Linked DNA regions of Sus scrofa: region 2 is linked to region 1. Evidence: chromatin contacts called from public HiChIP or PLAC-seq data. All regions are on one chromosome and are shown on one strand. The core of a region is the stretch at or near the end of the contact, and the rest is flanking DNA. Distances in the headings are between cores, read along the strand shown. Region 1 holds the start of USP30 (ubiquitin carboxyl-terminal hydrolase 30). Region 2 holds the start of SART3 (squamous cell carcinoma antigen recognized by T-cells 3).

Region 1 (5,749 bases), core at 2,146-4,645:
CTGGACATTTTAATATTATCTGGAAATCACACCCTCTCTCCTCCTTGGGATTTGTTGTTACTGCTGCTTATTGTACCATTTCATGACTCTTTTGCACTAATTTGTAATTTCAGTCAGTGGCCTGTAACTATGGTCACTGAAATCTCTACTGAGTTTAGTGATCAGCTAATGACAGGATAGAGATTTTCTTAAATGCCTGGAACTGATAAATCTCTGTCTTTGCCAGGGGGTCGTGTGCGTGCGTGCGTGTGTGTGTGTGTGTGTGTGTGTGTGTGTGTGTGTATTGAAATCTCTCAGTCTTTTCCAAGGGGTCCTGTGTGTGTGTGTGTTGGGACACACCGTCAACACAGCCAAGTAGTTGAAAACTCTGCCTTAGCCTTCACTTTCTGCTTGTGCAGAACATTAAGGACAGCCAGAGATGAGAATTTAGCACCTTCTCAGGTCTCTGCTGAGAATGTGCACAGCTCTGCCCTTCTTGATGCCTAGAAATATATTGGGAGTTTTCAAAGCCCCTATAAATGTCTCATTCCTTGGCTTCTCCTTTTAAGTTTTTTGTTAGTCTACTGTTTGCCATAACTGTTATTCATTCCTTGGTAGCTGTGGCATTAAAGCACTTGCCCATAAATATTTCTGACAAACGTTGCTAGGGAGAAACTTTTAGCCCTGGGCAGACTCTAACCATTGAAGTAGGTCAAACAAAGACAAGTCTTTCAAGTGACGTCTTCCTGGAAATCACCAGACAGGTCTAATAATGACAATTTTCAGGGGAGGCTTTGAAAGAGTCCCAGCTCTGTTCTGCTCCTTCCAATGGGTACCAGCCTGCACTGGTAATGTGGGCTACTATTTTTAATATTACTGCCAGTTGGAGAAGAAAGACTGGAACTGTAGCAAGTTAAAAATGTCACAAAATTTACTGTTCTTACTGAGATTCAGCCATTTTCTTGAATAAATGCTCATCAGGTTGCTGCTAGCCTTTTGGTTACTTTCCAGAGTTCTGAAAAAGTTGATTCTGATCATTTTCTGATCTTTCATTGCTTTTATGGAGGAGCTAGTTTTCAGAGGTTCTATCTGTTTTTGTTGCTGATGTTGCACCTCACACATTCTTTTTATATTCCTGTACTTTGTTTTGTCTTTTTATCTTTTAGGGCTGCACTGGTGACTTATGGAGGTCCCCAGGCTAGGGGTCCAATTGGAGCTGTAGCCACCAGCCTACGCTACAGCCACAGCAATGCAGGATCTGAGCCGAGTCTGCAACCTATACCACAGCTCACGGCAACGCCAGATCCTTAAACCACTGAGTGAGGCCAGGGATCAAACCCGAGTCCTCATGGATACTAGTCGGGTTTGTTAATCACTGAGCCACGACAGGAACTCCCATATTCCTGTACTTCTTCACTGCACTTATAATGATGTTTGATTAGTCATTTCTGCAAGTAACTTTTTAATGTCTATCTTTCCTGACTGGAATATAAGCTTCGTAAAGACTGTGGCTACATCAGGGAGTTCCCATTGTGGCTCAGTGTGTTAAGAACACGATGTAATCTCTCTGAGGATGCAGGTTCAATCCCTGGCCTTGCTCGGGGGGTTAAGAATCCGGCAATGCCACAAGCTGTAGTGTAGGTCACAGATGTAGCTCAGATCCAGTGTTGCTGTGGTTGTGATATAGGCTGGCAGCTGTAGCTCTGATTGTACCGCTAGCCTGGGAACTTCCATATGCTGCGGGTGTGGCCAGAAAAAGAAAAAATATATAGTAAGCTATATTTATCTCATTCATAGACTCATGTCTGGAATATGTATTAATTCATTTACTTTCACTCAGTAAACCGTTGCTAAAATCCTACTATGGACAAGCACCCTGCTAAAGACTGAGGAGAGAGAAGAGATAAAATGGACAAAATTTCTGCCTTCATTGAGCTTATATTTTTGTTGAGGAAAACTGGCAATAAAAAATTATACCGTGGAGTTCCCTGGTGGCCTAGTAGGTTAAGGATCTGGCATTGTCACTACAGCAGGGTAGGTTCCATCCCTGGCCCAGGAACTTCCACATGCTGTGGGCAAGGCCAAAAAAAAATTATACCATATATGGCATGTCAGATGATGCTAAGTGCTGTGGGGGAAAATAAAGCAAAGAAAGGAGGTAGAAATACGAATGTGGAAGGGGGTTTATATGGTTGGGCAGGGAAAGTCATTTAACATATACAATATAATAGTTTTTAATGAAGTATGCACTTGTGTAACAACTCTGCAATCAAGATATAGAATGTTTCCATTACCCCAAAAGTTTGTCTCTGGCTCCAGACAACCACTCATCTGCTTTTATTACTCTAGATTAATTCGTATTTTTTAGAATTGATATAAACAGGAGCATAAAGTACATATTTTTTGTGTCTGGCTTCTTTCATTCAGCATGGCTTTGAGATTCATAAATGTTTTTGTGTTTTTCTAGTAGTGCTTCTTATTTATAACAGTAATATTCTATTGTATGGATACAACACATTTTATCTATCATTGATTCATGAACATTTTTGGATTTTCCAAATTTGGAGCTATTATGAATAAAGTAGCTGTGAACATTCAAATCTTTGTGTAGATTTACATTTTCATTTCTCTTGGATAAATAAATACTGAAGAATGAAATGGCTGGGTCATTGTGGTACATTATGTTTATCTCTATAGGAAATGGCCAGCTTTCCAAGTGTATGTATTATTTTACATTCCCATCAGTGATGTATGAGTGTTCCAGTTGCTCCAAATCCTCATCAACACATATCAACTCTGCAACTACTCTTATCACTTCCAAATGATCTCTATTTCTCTATCTCCGTGTTTTACCAAGGATAAAGTGCTTACTTCTGAATGTAAAGATGACTTTGGGTGATACATGAGATAAACATTTGTCCTATTTGAATGATCAAATACAGATACTTACTGTCATGGATATTAGAAAAATATTGTTTTTTCCAAATATGAAAACAATCTAAAAACATTAAAAATATTTATGTGATATAGGTAAAAAACGAAATGAAATAGTAAAAGTTATGTTTGGATATAACACACCCCCCCATTTAGGATGCTACACAAATAGCTGAAGCTTGTTAAAATGCAGATTCTTGAGTCTCACACTGATTATATTCTGATCCATTTGGCTTATAATAATAACTAACGGTGGCCAAGCCGTGATGCCGCTTTCACATCGAAAAAGAAAAATGACCCAGGGTCCATTCGGAAATAGGACATCTCTATTATGAACGGAGCCCGGGCAAAATTTGAAAACCAAGCAGCCCGGGACCACAGGGCCTTCCTCAGTAACCGACGCGGACGCCCGTTGCTAAGGGGGAAAAGGAAGAACAAGGTTGTGGTCCCTTTACTCTAGTCCTCCGGAAAGAACTACTTCCGGTTCTTCCGGGAGCCCGTCCTGCGGTCTACCCTCCCCGAAGGAGCTGGGACTTTGGCCGTGGGTTCCGCCGCCTCCGGAGCCCTCGAAGCCCTGGGTCCAGCCGCGGTGATATGGGCGGGGGCGGCGGCAGGCCTCCCGCGCAGCCGCGATGCTGAGCTCCCGGGCCGAGGCGGCGATGACCGCGGCGGACAGGGCCATCCAGCGCTTCCTGCGGACCGGGGCGGCGGTCAGGTGAGCTTTGGGGGGGCGGGGCGGCCGGGGAGGCCGAGACCAAGGTGCCCAAGCTGGCGTGTGACGGTCTTATCACGCCTCAGTCAGGGTCCCCAGGGCCGAGTGAGAATTTGGAGGTTTCTGCGTCCGGAAGGGTTGGAGGCCTAGGCCTTGAGGCGGAAGAGGCGACGAGCCTCCAGGGCCTGCAGATTCGGCAACGCTGATTTTGTCCGTACTCCTCGATTCCGCTGGCGCTCTCAGTTTTATCAGTGCCCCCTCTACCCACCTCCTTAGGCTGCCAGTGCCTCCTCCAATCCTGTCACTGTCCCCAGAACTTCCAGGGATCCTTCGGCTTGTCAAGGCCCCGAATTCTGTCAATGGCCCTCAGAGCTCTCAGCGCCTCACAGGCCTTCCAGGAAGCCTTCATCCTTCAGTATACCCCCAGTCCTTCTGAGCTCCCCAATCATGTCAGTTCCTGGCTTGCTCGGGTTCCCCAGTCTTGCCAGGCTCCTCAATCCTGCCATGGTTCTCACAACCCTGTAAAGTGCCCCGGGCTTACTAGCGGCCCCCCGCCCCCATTTTGTCAGTATGCCTATTTCTGTCACACACACACACACACCCAATTTTGCCAGGGATCCCTTAGTCTGTGTGGGTCCCTAATCTTATCTGTGACTCCTTATCTTGCAAGGGTCTCTAAACCAGTCAGGCTCACAGTCCTGTTAAGAACCCCCCCGCATTCCTGCTAGGACCTCCCAGTAGCATGGGCCCCCAGTACTGTCAGGGTCCTTATTTCCCTTCTCCTGCTCCAGGCTTTAGAACTGAGCACTGCAGCTCCCTAACCCCTGCCCCACCCCCACTGACCCTAAGTGACTGGGACCCTCCCTCTGGATCCAAAGCAGGTCTGAAGAGCTTATTATCCCAGAGCAGGAAAATCCTCTATGGTGATCATGTCCAAGGCCCCTATTCCTCTGATGGGAAATAGGCCAGGAAACGGCCTTGCCTGTGATCCTACAGCTGACCTGACAGCAGAGCTTTTTACTCCCAAGCCCTACTACTCTCCTTGTGTTGTGGGATTTCCAGTGTCACCACTGGCCCCTGGTTTTTTTATGCATGTCCTTCTTAGGACCTGGGCAAGACCTCTCTTCCATCCCCTTGACATTCTGACCTTCAGTTTCCCCATGAGCTTCGTGGGTTGAGGCACAGACTTGGCAGCCAAGCAGGAGTTCAGATCCACGTGGTCTTCCTTACTTTGACCAAGTTGGCTGCATCTCTTAGTTTCCTCAACTATAAAAATGGAGATGATAATAGAACCTACCTCCATGGGATTGTTTTGAGGGTGAGATACAGTTATCACAGTGCCTGGCATAGTGCACGCACCTTTAGGTATTAATGTTCAATTAGAGGATTTCAAAGCACTTGTAAAGGGCTTTAGAATTTCAATGAAGGTTTTTAACCTTTCCAGGCACTTTTGTGAATATACCTATTGTGTAAAAATCAGCACAAGGGATGCATTAAGAAATTTCGAGAATAACTTTCATGAGTGAAGCTGAGATTACAGTACTTAGTTGCAACAGCTAACATTTATTAAAGCTCTTACTGTGCACCCTATGCCTTAACACTTAATCAGTCTTCACAACCACTCTATAAGCTGAGTCTTGGAGTTCCTGCTGTGGCACAGCAGGTGAAGGATCTGGCGTTGCCACAGCTGTGACTCACATTTGATCCCTAGCCTGGGAACCTCCATATTCCATTGGACAGATGAGGAAGCTGAGGCTCCAAAGGTGAAACGGGGTAAGAGCATTTCAATGGGGTAAGGTGAAACAGGAAAGAGAGCAGAACCAGACTTGAACCAGATTATGCATTTCCACTTTCTGTACACATTCTCCTTACACTGCCGTGGGAGAATGAAGATTTATTTGGAATTCAGTCATCAGTTATGTATCACATCAGCCATGACATTGGGAAAATGTTGGTTGACATCAGTCAGTTACTGATATCACCAGACTCTTCCCTGAGTTATTGTGACTGAATTGAAATCAAAACAATGTTCACATGATCCGCATGTTGGGATAAGAATATATCACACGCACACACACACAAACACGTATCTAACACATATATACAAGTGTGTGTTGCACATTT
Region 2 (5,670 bases), core at 3,139-5,638, 400 kb before region 1:
GTGCCCAGGGATTGAACTGCATCCTCATGGATATTAGGCAGGTTCTTAACCTGCTGAGTCACAACAGAACTCCCTATACACAGTTTAAAAGAGAAAGAAGCACACAGATTCAAGAAAGCAGTTACTTTGGGCTTTAGGAGGAGGTGGGAGGAAGGTCAAGGCAATGGAACAGGAGAGAAGTGTACAGAGGACAGCAATGCTGCTGAAGTTCTCACTCTTAGACTGAATAGCAGAGTAAGTGGTATTCATTTCACTACCATCCTTTACAGTTTAAATGTAAACTGCTTTGTATGTATATTACATGCAAACATATATAAAGATTTAATAATTTACAAGCCCATGACTTGTAATTTTTTTTAAATCTTAAGATTCTTGGCAGGCGTTCCCGTTGTGGCTCAGTGGAAACAAATCCGACTAGGAACCATGAGGCTGCAGGTTTGCTCCCTGGCGGCCTCGCTCAGTGGGTTAAGGATCTGGTGTTGCCATGAGCTGGGGTGTAGGCTGCAGACTTGGCTTGGATCCTGTGTTGTTGTGGCTGTGGTGTAGGCTGGCAGCTGTAGCTCTGATTCAACCCCTAACCTGGGAACCTCCATATGCCATGGGTGCAGCCCTTAAAAGCAAAAAAAAAACAAAAAACAAAAAACAAAACATTCTTAGCAATGTTCTCCTGCTCATGACTTATAAATGTGTCAGGCTGAACCCACCCCGTGAGGACCTGACAGGACTGGACCAGGTTGGGGACAAAAGTGTCCTAACGTCAACTGGTTCTGTTTCCCCGTCTGCCCTGGAAGGCGCTGGAGTACACCTCTGGAGCTCAAGAGAGTGGCCATGACACACTGATGTCTCAAAAGTCAAGTGTGTCACACAGGTTACAAGAGTGAAAGAAGTGAAGACTGCGGAAGATGTACATTCGTCATGAAGAAGCAGGCTCAGTTCTCCCCTCACCCCTGGGTCTGAATGTGTTTTCTGAGCTTGAGCATGGCAGTGTAGGGCTGCAGAGGCAGCCTGAGTGATGTTTATGCATGTGGCCTTCCTGTAAACACTGTGCAGAGGTCAGAGGAAAAACGTACAAGTGTCTCTAAAGTACAGGAACTGTCTCTCAGATGGTTTCTGGTATAAGTTTCTGATTTTTAGTCCCAGATAATGAAGATACGATATATGGGGGAGGTGGGCTGACATATATGTATGTCACATGCACACTGAAATGCATTTAAGAGACCTTCCAGAGAGTTCAATCAGCGCTGACAATGAGCACAAATGCAGGTTCAGTCTGACCTCAGAACATCATTAACAACAAAGGATGCTTTAAAAAAGGAAGGGGCTGGAGTTCCTGCTGTGGCACAGTGGGTTAAGGAGCCAGTGTTGCCACAGCTGTGGCGCAGGTGTACTTGCAGCTCAGATTCAATCCTTGGCCCTGGAACTTCCATAGAGCCAATGTGCAGGTGATCTGGGAAGTGACTTCCTAACTCCCTAACAGCACGACCTGGACCTGGACCTGGTCTGGGGGCAGAGTGATGACAGAGAAGCCCAGTGGAAAGGACACATGGGTACAATCACAGGAAAGGGAGGAAGAGAAGAGAGCAGGTCTTGGCATTGCATCTCCTACATGTCAAACTGTGCCTATAGCTTAAGTTCAACAACAGCCCCGTGAGGGAAAGGCCTACTACAACCCTCCTTTAGCCACTGGGACACCAGGCTCAGAGTGTTGACATAACCTGTAAGGCACTACAAGGTGCCACTTTTAGTTTCAGGCCACAAAGAAAGAGCGGGGAATCCTTGCCTTTGTTACATGGATAGATACCATAGCTAACTGCAAGCTTTCATAAGACACACTCAGGTGAGAACTGGAATTCACAGATATGAGGCCGTGTAGTTCCCAGGCCTCTCTGGGAGTTACTCATCATCATGCTCCACCATGAGAGTGGATACAACAGGAACGAGACGCTGTGGGGTAGGAGAAGGTGGGAGGAACTTTTGGAAAAATTGAAAAAGTCAATGTCTAGACCCCAGGACAAAGAGAATAAAGCCAGAGGCTGTTCATTCCACTACCACTTGCCAGAATCTATGGTTACTTTCTGAGCTCCAGCCCACCTGCAGGAGCCTGAGACAGGGCTGGCAACTGCATGACGCCCAAAGTCAGGAGACCTCTGCCCTGACCCAGTCTCCTCTCTAGTAAGCTGGGAACTCTCATCGAGAATTTCATCTCTCTGCATCCACCCCTGTCCTTCCACTGAAACAGGTAATCCTATTTCCCCTACTGAGTGAGCTAATAGCTCCTTGAAAGGCCCAAGGCCCAAGAACAAATTTCTATCAGGACAGGGTCACAGTCAGCCTGGCACCTCATATTACAAGACATTTGCTAAAAAATAAAAGACTGAATGAACTTCATTGTGCTGATTGATAAAAAGCAGAACTGGTAACCACCTGCCTCCCTTCAACTGGCTCCTCTAACATTCAAACGGGATGACAAGCCGGCCAGGTATGCCTCAGGATGATGTCACTGTTGCACAGCTTAACAAAAACATCATCCCAGAGAGGACATTTTAAGAAATCTCACACCCAGAGAGATTAGGTGAGAAACCCCGGCTAACAATTTCACATCGCTAAGCAATTCCATATCCAGGTGGCACCTGGTCCACAGACAACCTTGAAAAGTTCAAATCCCCTCCTGAGTGGTGCTGGGCAAATCATTTCATCATTCCTCCTGCACCTCGGTTTCCTCATCTGTAGAAAGAAAATGTGCTCCATCTCCCTCTGTTTGACCCTCCAAATCCACTCCATCTTCTCTCTCCCTGTCCTGGGCCCCACTGTACGGAGCACACGGATAAGTTTTCTGGCTCTCTTGTTCTCAGCATAAAGCACCAGCAGGTTGTCTGGAGAGAGGAAGAGAGGCATTCAGGGTATTTCCTCCTTCACCTTAATCCCTGATGGGAAACTGGGGCTGCACCCTCTGACCTCTCAGGTGCCCTCTCTACACAACCATCCTGGAAAACTGGCCACTCCCCTCACCTCTTCCAGCCTAAAGGAGAACACTAAAGGTCCTGCTGTTACTAGCCCTGAGATACTGAACCATCACTCCTGACCTAGACACAGTAGTCCCTTTATTGACCTTTCTCACACCATCCTAATTTGAACGTGCCACCTGGGATCCTCCGGCTGCGATCCTGGATTACACAGAAGATACTGCCACCTGCATCTCATAAGGTAACTGCTAACACCAAGCCCTAGGCACTAATTACCGTTATGACAATTCAATGTGTGCGAATCCTTTCTCCCAATTTACAGAAGAGGAAGCGGAGGCTCAGGGAAATTAAGAAACTGGTCCAAACATATGCAGGTGTGTAAGAGCCAGATCTGGGTCTTGGCCTCCAGACGCTAAAATCTCTACCTCTCCATTTCTATTACCACCGTCACAGTCGCTATTTTCCCTACCACGCCACAGCCTATCATTGTCATTCCTACAGACAAATAATTCTCTCTTAAGAAGACAAATTTATTTCTACTGCTGGACACAGTTTAACAGTGTGGCTAAGAGTGGGAGTTCTGGAGTCGATTCGAAGTTCAAGGCCTGACCCGCCACCTGCAGGAAGTGTATTCTTGAGCAAGAGAATTCCCTCCACCAGGAGCCTCAGTTTCCTCCCGTAAAACGGGAAATACGCTACTTCCTTCACCGGGTCGTGTGAGGGTTCAACGGGATAACGGTTGCAAAGCTCCGATCGAGCGGTAAGCGCTTGAAGGTCTGGTTTGGCGGCCTTGGCGGCTTTATTCCCGCCGAAGACCGGGGAGGCGGGCCGGGGCCTAGGGACCCAAGGAAAGAAGCCCGCCGCCCACCCCGCGGCCCACCTGCTCCTCCAGTCGCTCGATCTCCAGCTGGTTCTTCTCCTCCTCTTCGTCGTACTCCCACTCGTACTCCCCGGGGGAGCTCTCGGCTGAGGAAGCCATGGCGTACTCCTCATCTCCATCGCTCTCACTCACGCCTTCCTCCTGCTGGTCCCACTCTGGCCCGATGGTCTTGTACGTCGCAGCAGCCACAGCCCGCGATAACACCTTCCTCCTCGTCCTGGCCGCCTTAGCCTCATCTTCTTCTCCCTCGGCCTTGGGCCCGGCCTTTGGCTCTGCCTCCGCTTCCGAAGCCGATGCTGCGGCCGCCGTCGCCATCTTGCGCTTCCAGTGCCTCCTGGGTCCTCACTCAGCCGCCAAAGACCCTCTGAAATAGGAGCTGCCCGCGGAGCGCGCCTGATCAAAATCCCCCTCTCTTGCCACCTAAAGAGAAACTGTGAGCCTCAGATGAGGGAAAAATCTAGAAATACAACAAATCTATGTCACTTTATATGCTTTTAGTAATTCTCCTTAAGGGTAAAAAACTCGCTAACAGGGCATGTGTTCCGCCACAACTCGGGACAGAAATTAGGTCCTTAGACAGGAAGTGGACGCCATAGAGGAAGTCATGGACAGAGCGTGATGATCGACGTTCAGTGTTTGGCGCCATCTTGAGAAGGTCAAAATGATTCTTGGCATAAACGGCTCTTACTGCCTGGTCTGACTTGGCGCGTAGTTCAGTCTCCCCAGCAACCGAGCCTCACATGCAGAGAAAAGTCCAAGTCCTCAGGGAAGGATCAATTGCACGACTCATGAGAAAAACTCATTTCCCCTTTATGTAATGCCTGGTGCCTAGTAGTTAGACACACACGTGAGTTTTCATTTTATAAGCTCCTGTTCTGTAACCCAACATTAATAAATCATATTATTAAGCATCTATTTAGAATCTCTTCATTGCCAGGCCTTGTCATATAAATTGTGTTTGCTTTTTAATAAAGGAATAGACATAAACGTAAATTTTTATTAAGTTTGGACAAAGTATTCGTTTAATTAAGCTTCCTATTTTTTGAGGTAGGAAAGTCTTGCTGTGTCTATTGCCTTTCTCTCTCGTTAGCAAGCTTAATTATGTCAGAAATTATGTCTGTTTTTGTTTGGGATCCCCAAAACACCCCGACACAAAGTGGACATTCAAAACATACTTGCTCAACGGGTGAAATAGTTGTCCTTGAATTAGTACACAAGAGATCAAGGTTTAGAAGGACGATGTCATTCGTCTAGGATCACACAGCCAGTAAGGAGCAGAGCTGGGATTCTAGTTGAGGATTGTCCAAGTTTGCATCCCAACTGAGTCTAACTCTCAGGGCAACCTCAGACAAGTTCCTAAACCTCTCTGACCCTCAACATTCTAAGCAGCAAAACAGGGCTAAGAAAGGTGGAATGGTTGATCCTCTGTGCCGCATTCCGGCAGTGGACTTTGTGAACATAAATTTGCGTCCGGAACTCCAGCCTGAAGCCCCTCAGACCCATAACCCAGCACGGAGGAAAAACCGTCCTGCGAATTCAGACCTTTGGGCTCCACGCCTCGCCGGACTCGGAGGGGCGTGGTCAAGGCGGGGCCAAGGCGCGGACTCAAGCACCGAGCGGGAGGGCGCAGGCGCAAAGTCGCCGGGACTTTAGAGGGGCGCGCTCCAAGCCGGGTGCCAACTCGTGCACGAGCCCCTCCCCTCGGTCTCGCGTTCGGCCTGCGCAGGCGCAAGTCCGCAAGATGGCGGCGGCTGGCGCCGGCCGTCTAAGGCGGGCGGCTTCGTCCTGCTGCTCCCGGTCCCGCGCCTGCCTGCTCGGGAGCTGTCA

What was found. HiChIP or PLAC-seq counts read pairs in DNA pulled down with a chosen protein or histone mark.
Region 2: a contact with region 1 is called in an H3K27ac HiChIP or PLAC-seq map of alveolar macrophages. The contact joins the promoter of SART3 here to the promoter of USP30 in region 1. A contact is called at or near these places in 2 of 5 promoter capture datasets (fetal liver and liver), 1 of 47 Hi-C or Micro-C datasets (embryonic fibroblasts) and 1 of 2 datasets of contacts at active chromatin or transcription factors (alveolar macrophages).

Annotation. Positions count from the first base shown.
Region 1 is chr14:41,816,583-41,822,331 of Sscrofa11.1, reverse strand. USP30 (ubiquitin carboxyl-terminal hydrolase 30) reads left to right here and starts at 3,395. Exons shown (of 14, transcript XM_001929284.6): 1 at 3,395-3,628. The coding sequence starts at 3,546.
Region 2 is chr14:42,222,470-42,228,139 of Sscrofa11.1, reverse strand. It overlaps SART3 (squamous cell carcinoma antigen recognized by T-cells 3), which reads right to left and starts at 4,388. Exons shown (of 19, transcript XM_005670755.3): 1 at 3,844-4,388. The coding sequence starts at 4,158. ISCU (iron-sulfur cluster assembly enzyme ISCU, mitochondrial) reads left to right here and starts at 5,570. Exons shown (of 6, transcript XM_003359136.3): 1 at 5,570-5,624; 2 at 5,627-5,670. The coding sequence starts at 5,585.